2 separate regions of the Gossypium hirsutum genome follow, and region 2 is linked to region 1. Evidence: chromatin contacts called from public Hi-C data. All regions are on one chromosome and are shown on one strand. Each heading gives the region's core, a stretch centred on a gene start, on an enhancer-like site or on the middle of the called end of the contact. The rest is flanking DNA. Distances are from core to core; before and after follow the strand shown. Region 1 holds the start of LOC107922463. Region 2 holds the start of LOC107920939 (aldehyde oxidase GLOX1).

What was found. A called contact is a pair of places that touch in the nucleus more often than the background predicts.
Region 2: a Hi-C map of leaf shows a contact between it and region 1, with 2.8 times the contacts expected there. The contact joins the promoter of LOC107920939 here to the promoter of LOC107922463 in region 1. A contact is called at or near these places in 7 of 34 Hi-C or Micro-C datasets (all in leaf).

The regions. Positions count from the first base shown.
Region 1 is chrD01:18,356,958-18,363,498 of Gossypium_hirsutum_v2.1, reverse strand. It overlaps LOC107922463, which reads right to left and starts at 3,235. Exons shown (of 7, transcript XM_016852511.2): 1 at 2,637-3,235; 2 at 1-1,840. The coding sequence starts at 2,708. LOC107921694 (a long non-coding RNA gene) reads right to left here. Exons shown (of 4, transcript XR_005909422.1): 4 at 5,704-5,997.
Region 2 is chrD01:18,524,203-18,530,743 of Gossypium_hirsutum_v2.1, reverse strand. LOC107920939 (aldehyde oxidase GLOX1) reads right to left here and starts at 3,529. Exons shown (of 1, transcript XM_016850772.2): 1 at 1,622-3,529. The coding sequence starts at 3,399. The coding sequence ends at 1,762.

The DNA of each region.
Region 1 (6,541 bases), core at 1,986-4,485:
AACAAAGAGCAGGTTTCTCTCGTAAAGAATCAGCAGAAGTATGACCTAAATGCTTTCCCGATATTATACTTTCACTCCTTTCCTTCAGCAGTGTCGGTTGGAGAGTGCCCTCAGTAATATTTTTGGAATTAGTTTGAGGTGAAACATTGGCTAGAAAACCATCGGTTTTAGGTGCTACACATGAAGAATCCTCGCATTTAACTCTGCAATTGTTAACTGGATGAAGTTGACCCATTTCTGGTACCATTTGTGATTCTTTCGTTTGAGAGGCTCCAATAGATTGCCCAGGATCTCTTTGATCTCTCTGAACCAGAAAGGGACCTCCATCAGTTTTCTGACCCCCAGAAAAATCTTTAAAAGATGCAGATAATGGATTGCCAGCTTCTTTGAAAACGTGTTGTGTTGAGGAAACAACCGATGGGCACAGCTGTTTGGAGAACACATCTTCATTGCAAGGAACTTCTGGGTCCTCAGTATTTAATGTGCAACAAATGATACCATTAGTCAGTTCAGGGAACTGACAATTTGAAGTTAATACAGAAGAAAGCATCAAGGCCTCTGAATCACAAGAAACAGGCCCATCTGCTGCAGAAGATCCTGCAACTTCATCCAATTCACCAAGACATGAAGACGCATTTGCGAGATTATCTTGAGTTTCCGATGCCATAGCTTCAGTTACATCAGGCATTTGATCTTGATCACAGTTATTAGGTGAACTTGCCAAAAATGAGCTCAGGCCATCAAAGTAAGACTTATCAATCACATCTTTCGCATCAACATCCATGAAAAAGGGTTCATCATTCATAAGGGTGTTAGTAATTTCCACCAAATAACCTTCAGTATCAGCTGTTTGATGTCCCATTTCTGCACATGGCATGTCAGGTTCCAACTTAGAATCAGTAGTAACATCATGCTCTGCTGCATGATCACTCTTAGTATCGATGTCACCAGGAAGTGCATATACATCTCCCTGCATATCTTTTTCCTCATGACCGTCAGTGGGAATAGCAGATGCAGACAAGCCTTCATCAGTTCCCCATATAGACAATCCACAATCCATAACTGGTGAGTTGAAGACCTGGTTGCCCTCAAACTCAGAGCAGATATTCTCTGGATCATTGTTAATTTGATCGAAAGTAGATGAAGGTTTTACCATTAAATCATTAGCGGAAAACAAGCTGCTTACAGGCAATTCCTTAGATCCATGCAATTCCTCAATGCCAGACCCACTCTCTAGAAGAAACTGATTCTCTCTGAGCATATGAGGAATTTCCTTATGTAGATTAACCGGCTCTACAGGAAAACTACTATCATCTGGATTATGATTAGTAGTCTGAAAGCCATCTGTTGTGCACTCATCCCCCACTCCAGCACCATCATCAGCTAACATTTGCGGAAAAGAACAACTCATTATATTCATATTTGTTTCTTGAACTCCAAACTGATCTGAAATTGGATTGCCAAGCATGCAGTTTCCAGGTAGAGGCTCATCTTCAAGCCCAACATAGTTGCCATCATTAGGTGCAATAAGGAAACTCAGGTCCATCGTGTTAAAAGGCTCATTGCAAATTCTTTTGCGCAATGCATAGTAACAGCTACGGACACTCTCAGACTTTCTCTTTCCACCCAAACTTTTGTTATCTTTTGAATTTCCTGTTCTGCCAAATTTCAAAGACAAGGAAGAAGCAGAACGCTCAAACTCGATTATGCGAGAAGAAGCCTCCTCGGAAACAACTGGATCATAAAGGAGAGAATGCCATCGATCTTGCAGTTCTCTAACGGTGAATTTCCTAGAGAACTGCACTGCACCCTTAGCAAGAGATTCCAAAGAAGCACCAGCCTGCAAAAGGATACAAAGAAATAGACTGAAACAGGGTTCAATAAAGTAGAAACACAATTCATAGGACGATAAGAAAAACAAAACAAAAACTGAAGTAGAGTGAGGTGATAATGTCATGCTAAATGCACGATTTGGATCCCATTTTCCTGTTGATATTCATGCACTCTTTGCAAATAAGGGCACTACCAGACCAACCATAGTAATGTCATTTCATGTTTTAGAAAAACTACTTGCATCCATGAATAGAAACACTTTGGCGCAAACCATGTTTATTAGTAATATTTCTACATCGCATTCTCACAAGCAATCTATCTACTGACAAATTTTGGCATTATGCAATAGTATTCCTCTGAAACAACAACAACAGGAGGATAATCTTATGAATATCCTAACTTTATAAACATAATGCAAGAATCGTATAACTTTTTTTTAATACAACCAACTTATATTGCAATGAATCCACGCTTTAACACAGTAAACCCAGAATTTGAAGACTAGAACAGTGGCAGTGCCATACATCCAAAAGACTAAGAAGGACGCGTAAATAAGCTCAGCAACTCTAATAATTAAAACAAGGAAATAGAAGGGGCGAGAAATATAAAAGAAAAAAAAGGCATTATTTTCTAGCTACTAGAAAAACAAAGAAGACTTGAAGTTGACAGCAAATACGAACAGAAGAAAAGTCGAATTGAGACCACAAGTAAAACCAATTCCTGAAACAAGTATGAAAAAGACCCAATCTTTATTTTATTCCTTTTCTTAAAAACCAATGAAGGAGAAAAGAAAAGGCAAGTACCTCAATAGCGTTCTTCAAAAGAAGGTCATCTTCAGGTATCCAAGTGGAAAGGACTGGAGCCAAAGCCCCCATCTATTTTGGAGCACAACCAAGCAAGAAGGAGCCGCCTTTCAACCCCTCCCCCCTTTTCTTTATATTCGTTTTACAACTTTGTCTTCCCACGATTTCTGTCTGGCGAAGCGTCGGTTTGGGTCTCTCCAAGTGTGTGAACCATGAAAACGAAAAACAAAAGAACAAAAAAGAGTGTGTGGGAGGGAATTTTAAGAGGAAACCTAGAACTAAAAACTGAAAGCAGGGGGATGGTGGGGTTGTACTGTCGAAAGTGGGGGACAAATTAGATTTGATGATTTCACGGATTTTCAATCAAATCGGAGTGTGGTAATGCCAACCAAAAGTTAACTACAAATAAAAGCCCCCCCTGTTTCTTTCTTTTGGGGTAGAACTTGGCTTCTTTACCCTTCACTAACCCTTTCTCTCGCTATCTCACGGTAATTCTTCAGGTGACTGCACCCGTATTGGCTGTTGGTTGCGGCGCCGCGTAATCGGTTTTGACCGTTGACTAAACTGTCTATCACCTACCTTCAAAGTGGTATAGATTTTGATTACGGTAAATTTTAGGTTTTTTTAATTTATTTTAGATTTAACTTAGTTTAGGGCATACATCATTTTTAACTATAACAATAATTACATTGATTGAAATTACTTCATTTATGTTTGATATCAAAGTGTATATATATTGATAATCAATGATAATGATTTATCGTTTCAAGTGTAATCTGAGTTCGACTCATACTAATCATGTTATTATTAGAGTTTTGACTCTCCTTTTGTAATTCACCAAAGAAATAACAAATCTTGAGACTACGTTTCAAGAGTCTAGTAAAATTTTTAAAGTTTAATGAGAATTTTTTAAAAAAATTGGGGTTTAATTTTTTTTTATGAATTTTAAAAAAAATTAAAAGAACTTATTTAAAATTTTAAAAAAATAATAAAAAATATAATGAGAATTTTAAAAAATTTGAGGTAGTCTAATTGAATTTTTCTAAAAACTTCAAGGAAAAATGAAATTTTTCAAAAATTTTGAGAGACTCTAATTAATATTTTTTTTATTTCAAGGAAAGTGGTAGCGTATGATATATAGACATGCGAGTTTGAACTTGCATTGTATAAAAAAAATTGTCTACATCATTTGGATTTTAAGTGATCAACTTATTTTAGATTTGAGTCATTCAAATTTAATATTGAGATTATTTGGGTTTAATATTTGAGTTATTTGGGTTAAATAATTTTTTTCAAATTATTTCGAATTTAATCATTCAATTTTAACAGTCAAATCATTTAGGTTCAGTCATTTTAAATTCAAGTTATTCATATTTGTTATTGAGACTTTTATTATTATTATTATTAAGTTAATTTCTTAATTTTAAAATAAAATTAGTTAATAATTATTAACAAAAATGTTGTTAATTATTAACACACCCTTTATTATAATTTTTTAAAAGAAAGAATCATATAATTACATAGAAGGCAATAATATAAAAATTATAAGCAATACTATAAAAATTAAAATAAATTAATAGAATAAGAAACTTCATATATATAAAAGGAAAGGACTATAATCATATAGAACTAATATGACTCTCCACCACGGTTGGGTCAATTAATTTTTAACTAATTGATAGTAAGATAAATTCGTATTTTTAATATATTTATTTTTAGTTAATTATCGGATAAAATATTATTAAATTTGAGTTTTTCTTATCAGGATTGAAGTGGGTGTGTTGAATTCAAACTTTTACAAGAATGGGCTAAATTGGAACAAGAAAAGCAAAGAGGAGGACTTGATTGAAAGATTGAAGATTTAAATATGGTTGGATAAAGATTGAAGGGTTGAAGATTTAAAAAAGTGACTGGATAAAAATTAAAAGATTTTTTTATTTTTAATACTCTGTAATTAATTAAAATTTAATCTCTAGTTTAAATTTAATTTTTAAATTTTTGATTTATTTAGTGATGATATTTTAAAAAAAATATAGCTAAATTTTAGCATTAGAAATATGTATAAATAACTAGTGGCTGCAGCTAATTAAACACACACTTGACCTTTGGCATTTAATAAATTCTTTATTTTTTTCCCCTTCCTTTGTCTCTGCGTCTTCTATTGAGTTGTATCATTTTTTTTCTTTTACTTTCAACCTTTAGGGTACGTTTGGTTTAACGTAATTGAATAGAGCTGTAATTGAATAGAGTTGTAATGAAATAAAGCTATAATCAGTAATTCAATTGTTTGGTTGAATGGAATGGAATAGAACTATAATAATATTCTTGTGTTTGGTTAAATGGAATGATGTTATAATAGCATAAGAAAAAAAATTAAAATGACTAGAATACCCTTAGCAAAATTTTGTTTAGATAGATGATTATTGTTATTGTTATTAAATTTTAATAGGATTAAAAGATAAAAACTAATTTAATCATTTTTTTAAATATAATTATTATTAAAATATGAATTAATACATATTATAACCCTTAAACTAGATAAATATTATTTATTTTATTAATACATATTTTGTATATCTAAATTAATTAGATTTAATAATAAAATAAGAATATTATGATAAAAATTAATATGAAGAGATATTTTTATAAATTATACTTCAAAGATTAATTTGTTCCAAATTTCTTTTGGGTATTTTTTATATACGTACTATATAAAAAATTCATGTATTTATATTTTAAAAATTATTTTTAAAATTGATTTAACACCCACCTAATTATAAAAAATTTAATATTATTTATTCTTTCTTGTTATGTTCTAGAAGTTGATGGCGAGTAGAATAAAGAATTTTTGTTCTTTCTTTCTTGCTATTTGAATCCATCTACTTTTAACATTTACCCCGGGCCCTTCCAGGCTACCAAGCCTTGTTATTTTTGTAATAAAAAATCTGGCTACGTTAATAAGACCCCATCAATAATTCCTGCTGGATTAACGTATCAACATTTGCTGGGTAATGGGAAAGAGCAGAGGGCGCGTTTGATAATATTAGAAAAATATGAATGGAGTAAATATTCAAACCAATAAGGCAGAAAATGCATTGCTTAGAACAGCTTCTGATCTTGCCATGACTGTTAAGGATCATAGTTAAAGAGGCAACCACACACTCTAACTTTTACAACTATGGTTCAAGAACACTGGATTACAGCTCCAACCAAGGCATGCAATCATGATTTTTCAACTATGGGTCATAGAATGTCATGCCACTAGAATGATAGTGTTCACCAAGGCAAAACATATGAAGATGGGCTAAGTCTTGGCTTTTCCGGCTCAATGAGATTGAATCCTCTGCTGCACCTTCAATATCTAGTGCATACAAAGCCAATGGATCAAATTCAATTTTTGCTTTTACTCAATACTAGCATTTGTTAGGCTTAGCAAGAAATGCATACTCATGATGCAACTTTTTGCAAAATATAAATTAAAAACGTTGCATGAGAGGGGGTAGAAAAGAGCGCAAAGAAAATATGGCTTATAAATCTAATTACATTTTCTTAGAGTTCAACTTAAAAGGAAAAAGACATTTTCTAGTATACCAAAACACAATTTGATTTCATATCTTGTGGATTTAACAGGAACTTATATGATTGTTGTATTCTAGTTTACCAGGAGGCAAGTAGGCAACTTTCATAAAAGCCAAACAGCAAGATGCATCCATGTAAAAAGCAGTTTGTAAAATGGCCATGGTATTTTAGAGAAAAAGAAATTGAAATTTAATCCGAGATGTTAACAGCTGAGTCTCTGGTATGCAAAAGGCAAACCAACAAACTTGTAAACAACAGAGAAGTTTAAAATAAGAACAAATTTAAATGAAATTGGACCTTGATGAATCAGGCAAAGCCAACTAAGT
Region 2 (6,541 bases), core at 2,280-4,779, 170 kb before region 1:
AATTTGGAATCACTTTGAACGAAAACTATTAGCATCTTTTTTAGTGTGTTTGGGTAAATCATTTTAAGGAGGAGATTCATTTCAATTGAGACTTTTTAAAGTCTAAAATAAAATTTCATTGTCTGGTAATTTAGGAGATGGTTTTGTTTGTTTGATAAGACATTGATTGTTTTTTTATTAGATAAAATTAACCGGGTAATTTTAACGATTGCCAATTATCAAGATAACGTGAATTTTGAAGAGTTAAATGTTCTTTTAAAATTGTGAAATTTAAAAGCCACAATGGAGAAGTCTTAAAGTTTTACATATGCTTAAACATTGCTCAGCTGCAAAGGAGGTTTGGCTTCAAGTAGTGCCTTCTAATCAACAATGCAGATTTTTCTCCAAAAATTTAGTTGAATGTTGGAATATGATTTAAGCAAAAATTTATGGATGCCTAAAGTGAATCTGGAAAAATAGAAACTTATTCATTTTCCAAAGTTTATCTTGGAATACCCTTGAAATAGTTAAAATTTTGATTTGTTGGGTGAATCAGTATACTTTGGTGCACATGAAAACACCAACTGGTCAGCAAGAAATTGATTCAAATATTCAATTTTCAGGTAATTGTTGCCTTTTGAATATTGATGGGGCGGTTAAACTAAATACAAACATAATTTTTGTTGGGAGTGTTGCGAAAACCGAATGGAGAGTGGATCATTGGATATGATCATTACTATTATTTGGGAGTATGTTTAGTGTTTGAGACTGAGCTTCGGGGGATTTTGGATGATTTGGTTGTCTTACAAAGGCAAGGTCTTAATAGAGTATTAATCCAAATTGATAACTTAGAGGTGGTTAAACTTATTCAAGAAAGCCAATCAACAAGTGCAAATTCAAGCTTGGTAAGAAGGGTTCTTCAACTATTAAAACTGGTTGGATGTTGGAGAATAAGACAATATGTTCCAAGGGAGGAGAATAGAGTTACGGATTCGTTAGCTAAAATGGCCTCTGACAAAAAGAAAGACGTTCGAATTTTTGCGGAGGTTCCTGAGAAGCTCTTACATCTCTTGGAATTCGATATTGAAAAGAATGCTTTTGTCTTATATTAATTTGATGTAATGTTTGTTTATTTTATATACATAAAAAAAAGAGTTTTGTTGAACCTTTTAACCTTTATTCTTTTAAACATGGCCTATAAGCACGTAGAAAAGCAAGCAGTATATTGGTGTAAAGAGAGCAACATGTTGAAAGGGAGAAGCTTAAGCAATGATCAATGTTACATAACCATGGTTAATTATTATTATAATATTTTGACACACTAAAAGAATCAAAATTTAAAGCTTTGATAACCCGATTCTCTTTATCAACTTTGTAATAACAATAAAATAAAATGTTATGGAAAAGAAAAGATTGAGAAAAAGTTCCATAAATAGACAGGCTGTTTCAGTTGACCACTGCTCGGCTTATGGATGGCCCATGGCGTCTTCCACACCAAACTAAAACGTGCCTTCAATTAATTAATCAACTACTTTTATGGTGATTCCGACAACCCCAGATTTGTCAGTTACGATCGTTAAAAATAGGTGTAGAATTAATTAACAATTGAATTTCTTCATTTATAAGAAATAAACAACTGAGGGAAACAATTATCCTCTTTTATATTGATACAAATTTGTAAATACATTTGCTTAATGTAGAGGACAATTTTACAACATTGTTGAAATAAACATTTCTTTCTCTAAATAATGATCAACATTTCACAAACATATCAATCAAAATCTATTTCAAATGGACCCAAATGCCTTGGCTGGGGATGTCTTGATGAACCACAAACAAAAGATAAAAGCCTGCAGGTGCGAGGTTACCCGAACCTGGCGTCATCACTTCAATCTTATATGTTGATTTCCCGGAAGCCATAACTTTGTCGTTTCCAAGTACAAGCAACCTTTGATTCATCGAGAAGGAATGGGTATTAAAAGCTGGTGACACCATTGTCACCGACAACAAGTTTAGAGTTACTTCACCTGTAATCACCACTTGAATCTTTAATTTCTTACTGTATCTGATTCCGGACATTGACTTGGGAGCAACAATGGTGGGTCGTAAATTGTTGAATTTGGCGTCCAAATAACCCGGATAGAATGCCTCCAGGCTTAGTTCAGTAGGGTAAAGGACTCCCGTAAAGTTGTAATACGCATGAGGATTGCTTCCACCCACTAAAACTCTTCCATCACGAAGTAATACTGCTGTGGAATGGTACATCCGAGGGATATTTGTTGGGTTTAGTATCTTGAATCGTGACTCGATTTCATTATCAGGCATGTATAACACCGGATTTAAGACCGGGTCCCTCCCTAAGTCCCATCCTGCTGACCCGGAACGTGCTCCGTTGATGACCAAAACTTTGCCGTTTGGAAGCAATACCATGTCGCCCATGACTCTAGCTAAAGGCATAGTTTCCAAGACCCATTTTGGTTTCGGGTCGGTTATTGAGATCCTGGCGCAAGTGTCCAAGGCTTTAACGAACTTACCTTGTAATGCTTGGACAAATGATCCTTTTGGAGCACCCCCACAAACCAAAACTTCAGCTTGAATAGTGGCGGCTATCAAGTTCTTCAATGGTAGCAATACAGCCGAACCTGTGCTTGGATAGCTTCTTGGCTCCCCACCTGGTATTTTAGGGTAAGTTTTCACCACCTTGTTGTTCACGTAATCAAGCAAAATAGCTCGATTGTTGGCGAAAATGAACAGGTTTCCATCGACATTGAGAAACACAAAAGGGTAGAGATTGTTCTCTACTCCTCGTTCATTGGTTTCCGACAGGAAATGCAACTTGAACATGTCGGCGGCTATGTTTTTAGGAACAAACTCGTAATTAAATTGTTCCCGGCCGCCGACAACAATTTGTCTTCCATCTGGCAAGACATGATTGGTAGCATACCATCTTTTGGCCGCCAATCCATTTGGTGTTTCGTGCCAGTCGCAGCTCTCGCATGGGCTGAAAACCCTGACTCGAAGTTCTCCGTCGCTGAAACCACCGGTTTGGACCAATTTACCGTCAGGCATGACGCCGCCTGAAGAACACCAAACGTTGCTTTGGACAGTAAGAGCCCTGAACTTGTTGCTCAAAACATCGTACTCAACTGAATGCGCCGTACAATCTACTTGGACAGCGGTGTTGGTTGGGTCATTGTGGCATTTCCCACTTGCCAATGGCAGAGTGGATGGGCCGAAATCAGTCCTATCATACATAACAACACGGTCATTTTTAAGGAGTTGCATGTGCATGGATGAGATGCCAATGCTTTTTTGTAGCAGCTGCCACCGGCCGTCGGCAGCAGTGGGGAGGATAAGGGGCTGTGAGGCAAAGAGTAGAAGTGAGAAAAGAAATGTACAAAGGGTTGACATTTCTGCCATATGTTTAGCAGATGATATTATGGCTGCTTGTCAGCTTTGGGTACTCTTTTTTAAAGGAGTTGGTGAGAGAAGCAATGAAGGCTCTAAGATTTAAGACTCCCACACCCATGTGGTCTTGCGTGGGATGCTTGTACTGGTTTACGTTTTTATGAAAACGTTGATTTAGTTTCTGGTTTCAAAATTAGGATATGAATGTTCCAAGTGTTTTTTTTTTAAATGAGATTGTTTGAATGATTAGAAAATGGATACTATAATTTTAGAATTGGTAACTAGATTGACTTTGGTATTTATATTCTTTTTTCTTTTTCATTTCGTCTATTCAGTGAATATTGGTCAATAGGATTTATACTTGGAATTAACATTTAACTTAAAGCTAGGTTAATCGAGTTAATTGGTCCAAATGGTTATCGTTTTCCTTTTGTTGTTTATTTTGCCTTAAAAAAAAGTTTATAATTAGATTTTTTAGGTTAGTATCTGAACTTAATACTTTTTTCTAAATTGGTATTTAAATCTATTTTGGGTCTAATTTGGTATTTAATTTTTTTTGGTTCAATTTGGTATCTAAATTTATTAAATGTTATACAAATTACGTAAAATACTAATGGTGTTAATTTTTTTTTGTTAGGCTACAAAAATATTGTCAGTATTAGAGTAAATTCATGTTAAAAATAGGTATTGAGCTATGCTTAACGAATTAATATTAAATAAAAAAATTTAAACCACAAATTGAAAGGAATTCATTATTTTCAATTTATTAAATAAATAAAACTAAAAGTAATTGAACATAAAAAATATAAAAAATATCATATCATTTGTCATATGTCGAACATATATTGATTATTTGTGTTACATCATAAAAAAACATATTTTTAGTATATTGGAGTAATTTGTAAAATATTTGACAAGTACCAAATCGAACAAAAAAAAATATCAACTTTATGTACTAAATTAAGAAAAAGTGTCAAATTCAAATACTAAATGTATATTAAGCCATTCTTTTATATAAAGTATTTGATAAACTTTTGAATTAATCTTAAAGTAATCCTTGGGTTAACAATTCCTTCATTCCGATCTTAAATTAAATAATTATAGATATTTTCTATACGTTGCTTTTGTCCAAATCGTATCATTTGTAGACTTCCAATGGAAAACGTGAAAAAGCAATGCTTCTTTGTTTTAAATTCGAAAAACATCAAAATAAAATTTTAATTAAACAATTCCATTTTTCCATCAAAATAAAATTGGAACAATTTTAAGTATCAGAAACATTTTTAATAGAATGTCTTAAGTATCTTTATTACTACAAGAATTTAGAGGGTGTGAGTTTAAATATAAAATATTTTAGAAATAATATTTAACATATTTAATGAGTCATATTAAATTATCTTATTAATAATAATACATGAAATTTATACCCAACAATATATTAAATTGAATCTCACTCCCTTAGAAACAATCAATCGATATTCTACTAACTAAATTCTTGTTTAAGCATACGTTGGACCGGTGAAGTTATAAATTTTGCCGATTCCATCCACCAATTATAAGCTGTGAGTGTGGTCCGAACAGTGGCTATAGTTTGGGTTTGAGTCTACATCATGCATTAACTAATCCACTGTGTTTCGAAGGTGAAAAGAAAAATTACAAAAGGTGATGGACCCCATTGACTTTCCAAAGAGTTAATGGCTACCCTGCAACTTAAATTGAATCAGAGTTATCCTTGGGTTGAATTGCTCATCTCTCTCTTTTTGTACAATGACAAAAGCATACGTGATACTGCAAATTTAAGAAAAATAAAATATATATATTTCATGCACAACAACAGTATATTAGATAAAAATTGAAAATTGTCAAAAAAGAAAAGAAAATGCAAGTCTTACATATGGAGGCGGGTTGAATACATTTTCCAGGTTATTTTTTAAAGCAGGTCGAGTTGGAGCATATAAGTTATTGGCAACCATCCATATTTAGAAAACTCAAAGATATGAGTATCAAAATGATAATTCTAGAATTAAGAGATTTAAGGCACTGAAAGTGGGATTGAAATTTGGCATGAGATATTTGTAATTTTTGGTCCCTAATTGTATAGTGACTTTGCAAGTTGATCCCTGAATCTCAACTATAAATAGGCCTAACCATTTCACATTTTCATTCATCCCCCACATTTGACATTCTCTCCTTAAGGCATTATTCTCTCTCTTTATTTGTAAATTTTCACTTGTATTTTGGAGTGAAATATATTTGTTAGTGCCCGAGGACGTAGGCAAAATTTGCTGAACCTCGTTAAAATTCTTGTGTTCTTTATTGTTTATTTTGCATATTTTGTGAGTGTGATTGTAGTGATTTACTGTGCTGTTAAATTACGATAGAAGGATATTCTGGCTAGGAAAGACATGGTACTTAAGTGATCCACCTCTCTTTCTTGGGAATTGAACTTAGTGTGATTTTCAGTACAATAATTTTATTCTTTTACACGCTTCCGCACAATAATTGGTATCAGAGCCAGGTTCGTACCTGGGGAATACGACTGTTTACGATACTATTTACGTATATGGTATTGCTCATCCACAGTACTATTCATGTCGACGGTACTATTCACATATACAGTAGTTGGGATTGAGGAGAAAAATGGCAGAGGCATTGTCATCAGCAAAGATTACTATGACCAATGCAAAATTTGAAGTAGAGAAATTTGATGGTACCAATAATTTTGGTATGTGGCAATGTGAGATCCTGGATGTCTTATGTCAGCAAGAGCTGGATATAGCCCTTGAAGAAAAACCTGACAAGATGGATGACAATGAGTGGCCAAGATCAATAGACAGGCGTGTGGTGCAATCCGCCTATGTTTGGCCAAAGAGCAGAAGTACTCTGTCATGAGGGAGGCATCAGCGAAAAAGTTGTGGGGTACACTGGAAGAAAAGTTTCTAACGAAAAGTCTTGAAAATAGGCTTTATATGAAAAAAAAACTTTATCGATTCACGTATGCACCTAGTATGTCGATGAATGACCATGCGAACTTATTCAATAAAATTTTAGCAAACTTGCTAAATTTGGATGAGAAATTTGAAGATGAAGATAAGACATTATTATTGTTGAATTCTCTTCTTGATGAATATGATCATCTTACCACCACATTGCT